Linked DNA regions of Sus scrofa: region 2 is linked to region 1. Evidence: chromatin contacts called from public Hi-C data. All regions are on one chromosome and are shown on one strand. The core of a region is the stretch at or near the end of the contact, and the rest is flanking DNA. Distances in the headings are between cores, read along the strand shown. Region 1 overlaps UGT8 (UDP glycosyltransferase 8). Region 2 has its middle 27 kb from the start of UGT8.

Evidence for each region. Hi-C and Micro-C count contacts between places; a contact is called where the count stands out from the background.
Region 2: a contact with region 1 is called in a Hi-C map of liver, with 1.8 times the contacts expected there. The contact joins two enhancer-like sites. A contact is called at or near these places in 2 of 5 promoter capture datasets (fetal liver and liver) and 4 of 47 Hi-C or Micro-C datasets (liver and skeletal muscle).

The regions. Positions count from the first base shown.
Region 1 is chr8:108,246,537-108,252,763 of Sscrofa11.1, forward strand. All of the region lies in intron 1 of UGT8 (UDP glycosyltransferase 8), which reads right to left. Among named protein-coding and RNA genes, the nearest start is that of UGT8, 34 kb to the right of the region's middle. Within about 2 kb of position 1,760, at least 5 of the 83 cell types and tissues checked have an H3K27ac peak or open chromatin away from gene starts, as enhancers often do. A contact at or near this core is called in liver, where this site is marked.
Region 2 is chr8:108,308,086-108,314,095 of Sscrofa11.1, forward strand. It overlaps a transcript of UGT8 not described here. Among named protein-coding and RNA genes, the nearest start is that of UGT8, 27 kb to the left of the region's middle. Within about 2 kb of position 1,431, at least 9 of the 83 cell types and tissues checked have an H3K27ac peak or open chromatin away from gene starts, as enhancers often do. A contact at or near this core is called in liver, where this site is marked.

The DNA.
Region 1 (6,227 bases), core at 510-3,009:
TACAATTTTAATATTTGCAGTGTGAGATTTCTCATTACTTTTCATTTAAGGATTGCTCTTTTAATACATCAACTGCCATTTATTAGTGCTACCACTTCTTAGGTATATGATGGCTATTTGTGCATATATGTACAGAATAATACGTCATTTCACCACATGAGTTTAGAAACTGCATTCAGTCCTTCACACTTAACTGCATGCCTGATGCTCCACTAGGTGGCATGGCAGGCACAGAGCACAGATATCTGTGCCTGGCAGTGTCTCCCCCCGCCCCCCTCCGGCTCTCAGACATCAACCTGGGCCCAAACCCAAAGCCTGTCTCTACGGTTCTTTCCTGCTCACTGTCTAGGGGAAGAACTCTGTCATTTCTACAATGTAAAATAAATGCAAAATCATCACCATATTGGATCAAACACTGAGCAGAAAAGCAGCGACTGTCACAGGTGCTTCTCTCACTACGTTAGCTGAGTAATTCCTTATCTATGCAATTAAAATAATAACCAATTTAGACACTTACCTATACTTTGCTCTAATTTCATATACACAGCTTTTGAAAAGACCACCTCACAATAAAAATAATCATTTTATCTTCTTGAAGCATTAAATAGGGAAAGCGTTTTAAAGCCCTTTGTGGAAAAAGGGACCATAATAAGGAAATGTGGATAATACCTGTGTTATAATCAAATGCTTCCTATTATCACATTTGCCTCTTTTTTACAATTGTGACGTGGTACACATGATACGTTTTCTGGTACTGCCAGATTTCTTTCCCTAGAGTAATCATACATCAAATGCCTTGACTTGGTTGTAGGAAGAATAAGGCAGTGCCAAGTGTCCTGTCTTCCCCACCACCAAGAACACCCCATGGAGCACCGTTCAGGACTGCAGGGTGAAGCAGCCTGGCTCTGCGAGATGGCAGGTACCAATGGAACAGGAATGAAGAGATGCAATGAATGAGTTAGACGGGGAATGAAATGAGGAATGAAGGAGTTAGACCGGGGAAGGAAATGCCCCAAAGTGTAAAACCTTCCATAACTTTAGGTAATATGTTAACATGGTTAAAGTTGAAAAATGAAGCCAGTGCAAAAATATTCAAAGAAGGAGTGGTAAGCAGGATCTTGAGACTTTTAGAGAAGATAATCATTGGGTGACTCCTTTCTTCTACACTTACCGCCCTATTCAAAAACAAACAGAAATGTTTAATTATAGCCAATGTAAAACACAACCCAATTTTAGAAATGTAAAGGTAGATTTTTAAAAGATAACCGCTTCAGAACCAATGAAAGGATACCTAACTAAAGTTGGATGGTACAGGCCCACCTCTGTCCTGTCTAGGCTTCATTCTAAAGACGTGAGAATCTGGATAGACGGCTTGGGAACTCTTTAACAGCTTCGAGCCTGGGGACGGAGTGGGCTGCAAAGTTTGCACCAGATCTGTCCTGACAGCAGCCTATGACCCAAACCTACTCCTTTCTCCCCCTAAAAAAGGGGCCTTGAGAGGGGGCCAGCCCAGTGGAGAAACCAATAACACTGCATCCTTTGTCAGTCCCATCCATTCTGAAGCAAAGAATGCCTGGACTGTGAGAGAATCCTACACAGAAATGATGATGGGAGAAGGGAGGGTGGGTGTTGGGAACTCTTTTCTTGTTCCCAACATCAACATCAATAGGCCTCTTTTCCCATTTTAAAGAGCCTGATACAAAGACTGTTCCGATTGGGTCAGGTGGGCTGCACAGAACTGAAATATTCATTCTGCCAAATCCACTAAGTAAGATAATAATGAACATGCTGTTATAAAATGTTTTAAAAACACTGAGGGACATCAAACATGATCTTTGACTGCCACTAAGATAAGTAATCAAGACTTAGCAAACAAATAATAACAAAAAATACCATTGAAAGTACAAAAGTTACTATTCAAAATGAAAACATACCAGCCACTATTTTCACTGAGTTAACTGGCAAAGGATTTTGTTTAAACCCCATTTCCACAATTTTCTGCATGATCCCCATCAAGCCACCTACTCTCTCTGAGGTGCAGCTTTCTCTCCTCTCAAAATGCTCAAAATAACTTCACAGGGACGTTGGGAAGATTCGATGAGATCAAATATTTAAAAGCAATGTGTCATATAACAATTAGGCTGTTATTTTCCCTGGGAAGGAAGTCTAATAAGCTATGAACAAATGATGAACTGAAATGACAGCCATGTTGAGAAAAGGAAAAAAAAAAAAAAAGAGTCATTTCTGTACCAAGATATTTTCTCTAAATTACATATACTTTGTTTGCCATGTTTTTGAATCTGCAGAATAAAGCTGGATAAAACTAACACATAAATGAGAGGTAATAAAAAATGTTTACCATGCAGGAGGAAATCTAGTTGTCAGTTTTTTAGAATATTCAAGTGATTTCTAAGATTATCCAAAGGGGTTAACTACAACGAACCTGAAAAAGCAATAGAGTGATCAATGTCAAGATGGTTCTATTAAAAGACAAAAGAAAACATTTCTCATCAACACAGTGAACATTCAGGAGACTGAAATAAGTACCAAGAGAAGGTGTATTCATTTCCACTGAGATTCTGTAGTATCTTTTTTCTTTCTCATAAGGCTTTTAATTTTGGCTGTTACAATTACAATTAAAAGAAGTAAGCAAAATTTGAAACTCTGATTTGACTTTGAAGGGAGTTAAATGTTCAAGGTTCTTAAGACCTTCAAGAAACTGCACACAGTCAGGATGTCCCAGGATATAACCATGGCAAGGTATGGAGGCGCTATGGAAAGTAACCACTGGGAGTGAAAAGATGAAAACTCTCACCAGGAAAAAAAAAAAAAAATCAATCCAAAAAATGACATCTAGATCTTTCTTATGTTCCAAAAGGAAATTAAGAATCCAGAGGTCTGGGGAGAATGAGAGAGAGGAGAGCATGCCAATTTGTAACAAAGAGAATGGGGTGTGGAGGGGAGGATAAAAGATGCAGAAAGAGGAGGCTTATGTATTCTTTGCACATGTGAGTGTAGTGTACAGAACTGCATCCTGGAACATTCTTTCTGAAACAATCTGCCGTCAACTATATGTTCCAAGTTCTTCTGGGGTGGGGGGGGAGAAAAAAAAAAAAGCCATGGCTATCAAATGCCAGTTTATCAAATAGTGTCCCAGCTAGTCAGGTGGGTTTCAGAGTCCATTCATTTTTTTCAGCACACACTCTTAAGCACATGCCATGGACCATACCTGGTATTGTTTTAGGCACTTGAGACATATCAAAGGCTATAGTTATGAACAAAAATTCCTGTCCTCAGAGTTGACATTCTTAACAATGTGGCTATAACCTAACTTTCCACACTTACTTCCCATCGAGTTTCCACACCTTATCTACTCTTCATTCCTCAAACACAGCCTGCCCCTGGGTGCCTGACATTTCCTCCTCACATCACAACTATTTATCAAATCCTGACTCAGTGCTGCTGAGAACAAGAGGAAGGTGTGGGTGTTGTAAGAACCAACGACTTAATGAAGGGTTAGGAGAGGCTAGCATGATTTTCTGGTTTCTGGCTTGGAATAATTCTATAATTACTCAAAAGAAGACACACAGAAGGAAAAGCAGGTCTGAAGGGGGATGAAAAAGAGTTTATAATTGAACATAATAAATTTGAGACTTCTATTTCATATCCAAGTGGAACTACCTAGAAAGCAGTGGGGAAATAGGACACTTGGGAGGGAAAACTGGGCTGCAGATATAGCTCTGTTGAGCTCTCAACTAAATCAAGGGGAAACACATGAGTGTCACGGATCCTAAGGGGCACTTTATTGAATCTTTCTCTCAAAGGGAATACAGTCTTGAAGTTACTGCAATTCTTAAGAAGCAGCGAGAAAAAAAGCGATTCTGGATCTCGAATATCTAACAGGTTGTTAGCTTTCTGCTCACAGCACTACTTAGAATGGGTCAGCTAGTCCAGGAAGTTGGAGTGCAGAGAACCCCACTGTACCTGCCTGCACTTCTAGCCTAGAGAACCCCACAAAATCAAATGGGTACTGTACTCAATCAAGGTCTTTCGGGGAGGATCCAAAGCAAACCAAAGCCACAAAATAACCATTAGTCTGATTCCAGAATGAGTCCTACTTAATCTGATGTTTCTGATTCTGTGGTGTCCCATGCTAGGCTCTCCAGACCCCCTTCAAGCTGAGCAGGAGGAAGAGGCTGAGCTTAACTCTGGCGTTAACTCGCTGAATTCAGCACTGAAAAGACGACGACTTCCTGAAAAGCCAAACTAGCACCTGGCCTAAAAGAAGTAAAACGAAACAAAATAAGGAAGTTCGAGAAAAGGAGTCCATATCAGTATTTTTTCTTAGAATAATTTTCCATTGAGAAATTCCTATTTCAGGTATTTCCACAAATCCCTGTTGTAGCACAAAACATAGCTTAATACTACAAAGAAATGGGCACAGTAGTTCACTGACAAGCGTGTTTTTGCTTTATGTCTGAATTAAGATGCCTTTGATTAAAATGAAAGTCAAGAGCAAAAAGTAACTAGAAAAAACCACCTAGAGACTGAGTATTCATTATTTACCTGTGCAAGAGAAGGATGGAATCATTTTATTCCTTTTACAGTCTCATTTTATTATTAATCCTATTTACTCTTCAAAGTATTAACAAACCTTAACTGTCTCAAAATCAAAAATTCTAGATAATCTACTAATTTTTATTTTTTAAATTTAAATTTCCCTCCATCAATTTCAGTATCTGATCAACATATTTAATAGCAAATTATTTTTTAAAAAAACTAAATACAGGGAGTGTATTTGGTAAAAATAACATAAGAAAATATAAATTATTAATCCTATGTGAAAATGATAGCAAATGACAAGGAAGTATATTGTGCGGCAGACTGTATTTTCCCAACAACAATTAAAGCATTAATTCCAGTCTTGCTTATGCTTTCAGAACCTTGCTATTCCCTCTCGTAGTGGGGCTGTGTTCAAACCCCTTGAACTCTGGCAGGACTGTGGCTTTCCTGATTGATAGGTACAGTAGCAGTAATGCTATGTGACATTCAAGGCTAGGTCATAAAAATGGAACATGCGCTCTTGTTGCCCAATCACCACATATGAGCAAAACCACACCACATGGAGAGGCTACTGGCAGGTGTTCTGACTAACAGCCGCACCTATGGCCTCAGCCACCACCCAACATCAACGGCCAAACAGGAGAATGAATTAATCTTCAGATGAGTCCAGTTTCTAGTTCCCAAGTTGTCCAGCTGAGGCTACAGACAATGTGAAGCATGGGAAGTCTTTCCCGATGAGCCCTGCCTGAAATCCTGACCTACAGAGTCTGTGGGCCAAATCAAAGGTTGTTCAAATGTCATTAAGGTTGTCATTATAGCTCTAGTAACTAGAGTATCTCAATGGATCTTCACTTGGTTAGTTTATCAAGAGTTACATATGGATTTTTAAAAAGGGCTAAGAGATACATGAACTCCCTAGCATAGCATTATTTTTTTTTTCTCTCAGAAAAGACTGGGAGAATAGGAAATAGCTAATGGTCACTGAATACCTACTCTGCGACTTTCAGCCCCTCTAAATTGTCTCTTCTAAGAAAATAAGATAATGAATAAGGGCAAGGCCCAATAATACAAAAGAACCTAATTCTGAGCCTTGGACCTATGATCTTCATCAATACTGCAATAGAGAAAAACACAATATTTATCTGATAGTTTTCCAAAATAATTCTGATAGCTATGTTTCCTTTTGATGTATATTGACTGAACATATTTATAGTTCAATTAAATAAAATGTCAAAAAATTCCTTGGCAACTAAAGAATTCCTTCACAAATCAAAGAAAATCTCCCTTTTTTGATATCATAATACTGGCATTTGGTGTTTCTAGATTATAAACCTATAAAAAGGACAGTAAATGCAAAAATTGGCTAAAACTAGTCTAATTATAGACTATCTGGAAGTTTATCACTTCCAGGGTAAATCATTCAATTAGAGCCTTCCCGTTCAAAGACAGTATCAGAGCAAACCTGTGTCATTTCTCCCAAATGCCTAAAGAAATACATATTGGAAGCTAGACAAAGACCAAAATATGCAATAAGACCATATCTCCTATGACCTTATGGGTATTTCCATTGACTCTTGTGTCATTCCATGCTGAACATGAATGGTGGACATGGACAGGAAGAAGGCAGGAGAAGAAGGCTTTGGTTTACTTTTGCTGTCAGCATA
Region 2 (6,010 bases), core at 181-2,680, 61 kb after region 1:
CCTTGGCAGCACACTTCTGCGTGCTATGAGTATGGACAAAAAAAAAAAAAAAGAATCTAATTTTAAATGTTTATCTCTAACATAAAGCACTACTTTATCCAAACAGAGAAAATACTAAGGAAAAAAGTAGGGATTTTAAAATACTACTATTGTCGGCTCAATTTTTTAAGAACTCCTTATTACACAGGTTAATACTTGGTTTCCACAGTTGATTTTTAAGACCCCTTAAGATACGGAAGTACTTCTGAATCCCAAACATGAAATTATATTTTATTCAGCTTTAATATCTAGCTTGTTTTGGTTGTTTTTGTTTATAGTTATTTTATTTTATTTTATATTTTATTTTTTCCATTATAGCCGGTTTACAACGTTCTGTCAATTTTCTACTGCACAGCCCGGTGACCCAGTCACACATACATGTATACGTTCTTTTTTCTCACATTATCATGCTCCATCACAAGTGACCAGACATTGTTCTCAGTTTATACAGCAGGATCCCATTGCTTATCCATTCCAAAGACAATAGTTTGCATCTATTAACCCCAAATTCCCAGTCCTTCCCACTCCTTCCCCTTCCTCTTGGCAACCATAAGTTTGTTCTACAATAATAGTAGACTGTTTATAGTTCTTCTAAAATGAATAATCCTTGCCCTTTATTATCAAAAAAACTAGAACTCACTTAAACATGAAGAAACTTTAAATAAGACATTAAGAATGTCTATGATTTTAACAGATGCTTTTAAAAAGCAACAAGGATGCTATGGACCCTCCAAGGCTGGTGGAAGCATGGCTTGTTCTGAGGAAGCTAACATCTCCCCAGGTGCAATCCCCTCTTGCTTCAAGGAATATGTTCTAGGAGTTCTCATCATGGCACAGTGGATACAAATCCAACTAGGAACCATGAGGTTGCGGGTTCGACCCCTGGCCTTGCTCAGTGGGTTAAGGATCCGGCACTGCTGTGAGCTGTGATGTAGGTCGCAGATGTGGCTTGGATCCCGCGTTGCTGTGGCTCTGGCGTAGACCTGCAACTGCACCTCCAATTAGACCCCTAGACTGGGAACCTCCATTTGCTGAGGGTGCAGCCCTAAAAAGACAAAAAAAAAAAAAAGGTATATGTTCCTGTGGCTCTCTGGTCCCTTCAAAATTCTGTGTTGCCTCTATTGTACTGGGTTCCTGCTCAAAAGTTATAACTGTGATCAAGTTTCCATCTTAAGCATAAATTTTAACCACCTTCCCTAAACCCTGAGAGCAAGTACACTGAAAACATTAGTGTCTACATACCTCCTAATCTCCAAATCCAAGTTCTGCTTTCCATAAAACAGTGAGCACTTATTGAACACAAACCAGTAAACTTTCAGCCACTGAACCTGACAGACTATCTCATGTGATCTTTACAGTGGCCCTAGGAAGTCGCACTTTGATCCTCATTACGTTACATGAGGAATGGGAAATAAATTCTGAGTTCAAGCTCACGGAGCTATCAGGAGCAGAACCAGAACTGTTCGACACTCCTCATTTTAGTACTTAGCCTCTCACTTCTTGAAATTTTTTCCTCCTTCAGCTACTAAAAGCTATTCTGCTCTAATTTTCCTCCAACTTACACTCGCAACATTCTCATTTTTTACTGCTCCTTATTTCTCCACCCAACTCTTTGATTTTAGATCTCCCCAGGCCACTATTTCCCTCTTCATTGTCTAACCTACCCTAGAAAATCCACGGGACTTGCTTTTATTTTATTTTTGCAACCACCTATATACTGAAAATAACTAAAGCCGTCCATTCATCCACCCATCCATTCATCTATCCATTTATCTACCTACCTACCTAGTAGCCCAGACCTTCTCCTCATAACTTCTGCACAATGATCCCCTGGACACTCACCTCTAGTTGAATATTCTACAAGCATTTAATATTCCACACGTCCAAAACTGAACTCTTTCATCCCTGGTCCTCGAATCTGCTTCTTCGTTAAAGTCCCTACTCCACCCTCCCGTAACACCCACCATCTAACCAGTCACCTATCCTTGACATTCCACCACCTCCACATCTGTGTGACGAAACCCTTTTCTTCATCTCACTGCCACCACTTTGGTGTAAGATCCTGAATTGCTCTTAATAAGTCACTTCAATAGCTTCTAACCTGTTATTCCTGTCTCACACCTCAGATCCACCCTTCTAGTCTATAGGGAAATCTGTTTTCTCATCATACCACTCTTTACCTTTTTTTTATTTTTAGTATTTTTTTATATTTAGTATTATTATTTTTTTAATTTTTAGGGCAGCACTGCCAGCATATGGAAGTTCCCAGGCTAAGGTTCGAATATGAGCTACAGTGCTGGCCTACGCCATAGCCACAGCAATGCCAGATCCTTAACCCACTGAGCGAGGCCAAGGTTCGAACCTGCAACCCCATGGTTCCTAGTCAGATTCATTTCCACTGAGCCATGATGGGAATTCCTCATCCTATCACTCTTGTTTAAAACAAACTTGAAGAGAAAATGGTCTTGGGATGGCAAACAGGCCACTATGATTTTGCCTGTTTCTACACTGATTCCTCTGTTGTCACTTTCTCTATGGAACCTCTCTAGTTTTCCTTCCCCAGGTAGAACTGGCCACTTCCAAATGTCTGTTCAGGGCACTCTGGATATCTCAATCACACCCTTACATAAGGTACAACACTATATTTCACTTACGGAAGGAAACTTGTTTTCTTTCTTTCTTTCCTTCCTTCCTTCCTTCCTTCCTTCCTTTCAGGGCCACACCTGTGCCATATGGAAGCGCCCAGGCTGGAGGTCAAAACTGAGCTATAGCTGCTGGCCTACACCATACCCATAGCAATATCAGATCCGAGAGGCATCTGTGACCTACAACACAGCTCACGGCAACACTGGATCCTCAACCCACTGAGCAAGACTGGATTGAAAGCACACCCGCATGGATACTAGTCAGGTTCCTTACCACTGAATCACAACAGAAACACTGAAGCAAACTTGTTTTCTAAATCCTCTTAAACCTTGAGCCCTCCCGCAGTCTTGAGTATCTGAACATCCTCAACATAGTGCCCAATGCGTAGTATGCCTTTGATAAATATTTATTGAATAAAAGATGTTTGTGAAATGCCTTAGATTAGGAAGACATGATTAGCACTGTTTTCAAGACAAAATTAAACAACTTTATTCAAACTCATTTGATTATGCAGCTCCTCCATAGGTAGGTATGCAAAATAATATTGAAATGATTCAGCTAGCTTCAAGCATGGGCATCAGGATTTCAAATCACACTTCTTATTCCTGGATTCCAGAGTAGAGAAATACTGCCAACATTACATACAACCAGTCAATTTCAATGGCAGAAAGCAGGAGGTAAAATATTATCATATACATAGTTCTAAACAAAGACAATCTGGGGCTACCATAAGAAAAGTAAACTTCTTAAAAATCTGCTTCAATTCTCAGAAAAGCAAAGATTTTCCAGAAGACTGAATGCCTGAAATTAAAAGAATAAATTCCAAAAATCTTATAATCAAACTTTTCTATTTAAAAACACATTAAAACCGTTTACATAGAAGTTACCCTTCTAGGAACTTCAGCCATTTAGCTCACTCTCTAGCCCAGAAACAAAGGAGGAGAACAGTGAGTATCTGTCACAAAGTACACAGGCTTTATACTCAAGCAATAGCCCACATCATTTTAGGAAAAAAAAAAAAAAGACAACAGATAATACAGCAGCAGGGCCGCTCACAGTCTGACAGCAGCAGAAAGTGATAGCCGATAACAGAAAGAGGACCCAGAAAAACCATAAAAAGAAGAATAGTACTTCTGTCTCCATTCTAGTATTGCAACTGGGCAGACTGAGACCATTTTACTATAAACAAAAACAGCTCTATGTACCTCAAGGAATAGCACTATTTAATTCTTTATGAATTCATGTTCATAAAGACAACCTAACAAAAAAATTAACTTACACCCTGGGGAGAAAGTTAGCATGCAACAGTTAGAAATTGCTTGTTTTAATAGCTAAATTTTTTAAATTTCAGTAATTAATGCTGGGATGGGTCAGCTATTTAGAAAAAGTGCTTATGTAAATACATAACAACCCAGATGGTGTCAAATAAGTGAGATATTATTATATACTGCAAAAAGAATCATAAGCTCTTACTCTCCTGGTATGCTTTACAAATCTACTGTCAATGAAACAGCATTAAGTCAATATTATCTGATAAATAAGCACATAACTTTCAAAAGGAGTTTGAGAATTGAGTGTGTGGTTATTTTCTTCCTCTGCCGTCAATATTTACACAGTAATTAATTTACTATTAATTATTCATAACAAACTATGAAATGTTTTAAGTAATTTAAATCAAATTCGAACTTTCAAACTCTTTACACATAGAAAAAGATTTTACAAAAAACAAAGTCTGTTACAAATATTGTTTACTCTGTTGGTTTAGTTATTCTAATGTGTGTACCAGGCATTAATTCAACAAACATAAAGCTCTGGAAATTTTAGATTTAAAAAGAGTTTGGATCTTTACAGTAGTATTACCTAGGGAAAGTCACAAATACAGTTTTTACTCAGTTTTATATCCAAGCTACTAATACACTATTATTAAATGCCAGGGCACTATGCTTCAGTGTAGTTTTCACTTTTTGTTTGTTTGTTTGTTTTTGCTTTTGAGGGCTGCAAAGGGGGCATGTGGAAGTTCCTGGGCTAAGAATCAAATCAAAGCTGCAGCTGTCAGCCTGTAGACCTTCACCACAGCCAAAGCTGGATCCTCAACCCACTGATCTGGGCCAGGGATAGAACTAACATCATGGATACTAGTGGGGTTCATTTCTGCTGAGCCACAACAGGAACTCCCTGTAGTTTTAAAACATTTCTATAGTACTAAATCATACAACACAAGATGTCAAGTTTAACTTGTGGGTGGCAGGCAAATCAAATATACCCGAGTATTTCCCTCTGGAATTATCTAAAATAGTGGTTGAACAGAGACACTGCAAAAGCAAAACCTCAAACTGCCAGGAGATAGTTTCTATAGGAGAAAACTAAATTCACTGTTCCTCATTGAGACAGAAAAAACACAGGCTGATTTGTGATTTAATTCAATCAACACAAAGTTCTGGCCTCCCTTACTATTTAATACTCCTAAAACTACTAAAATACCAGTTAAAGAGCACTTTCTATTCTCTTTCAAGTAGCATCCCCCCCACCACCCCGGGACAAGTGGAAATAAAGCACACCAACTAACTACACCAATTCTAGGTGTTCTTTTTTTTTAACATGAAATTATCAGAAATAGAAACAGCCGACTTGCCATCTAGCCAAACTGACACACCTTCGTGTCATTAATCTTGAAACTCATTATACAAGGTGACAGCCTGTGGGACCTGAAGGTTTGTACAGTGGTGGTTTATTTACTACCTTTTCTGAGTGGAACCCACCTGAAATAAAAAGGCTGTCTATTCCTAACACTGCTACATAATGGAGATGACTCAGGGTCATTCCTGGTTAAGAATGCCACTCCTTCCCCCTATGATCCGCCCTCTCTCTCTCTGGAGAGCGAGTTAACACAATCTAGTCTTAGGAGTTAGTTTGTTTGTGGAACACTCAGAAGTTCTCTCAATCTCCCCGTCCCCGACCTATGCCCCATGCTTTAAGATGATGGGAAACAGGGGTGGAGGTACAGAGGTGGTCCTTTCCCCAAGGAATTGCTGCAGAGCAGCACGTTCCCCTACTCAACTTCATTTACCTTCAATTAAACCAACGATTTTATACATACAAACTGGGTAACCCCCTCGCCACACGTCACTGTCCTTTTGTCCAGTCGCACTGCATATACCTGCGCCCTTCGATGCAGTTTTTCTCATCCAACTCCAAACCATGAATCCCAAGGCCCTGTGCCGCTCCTCCAGCCCGTGGAAGGCGCCGTACTTCCTACAGAGCGTCCTTCTCTCATCTCCCCTTTAACTCCCAACATGCTTCTCTAAAACAAGGGCACGCCATATGG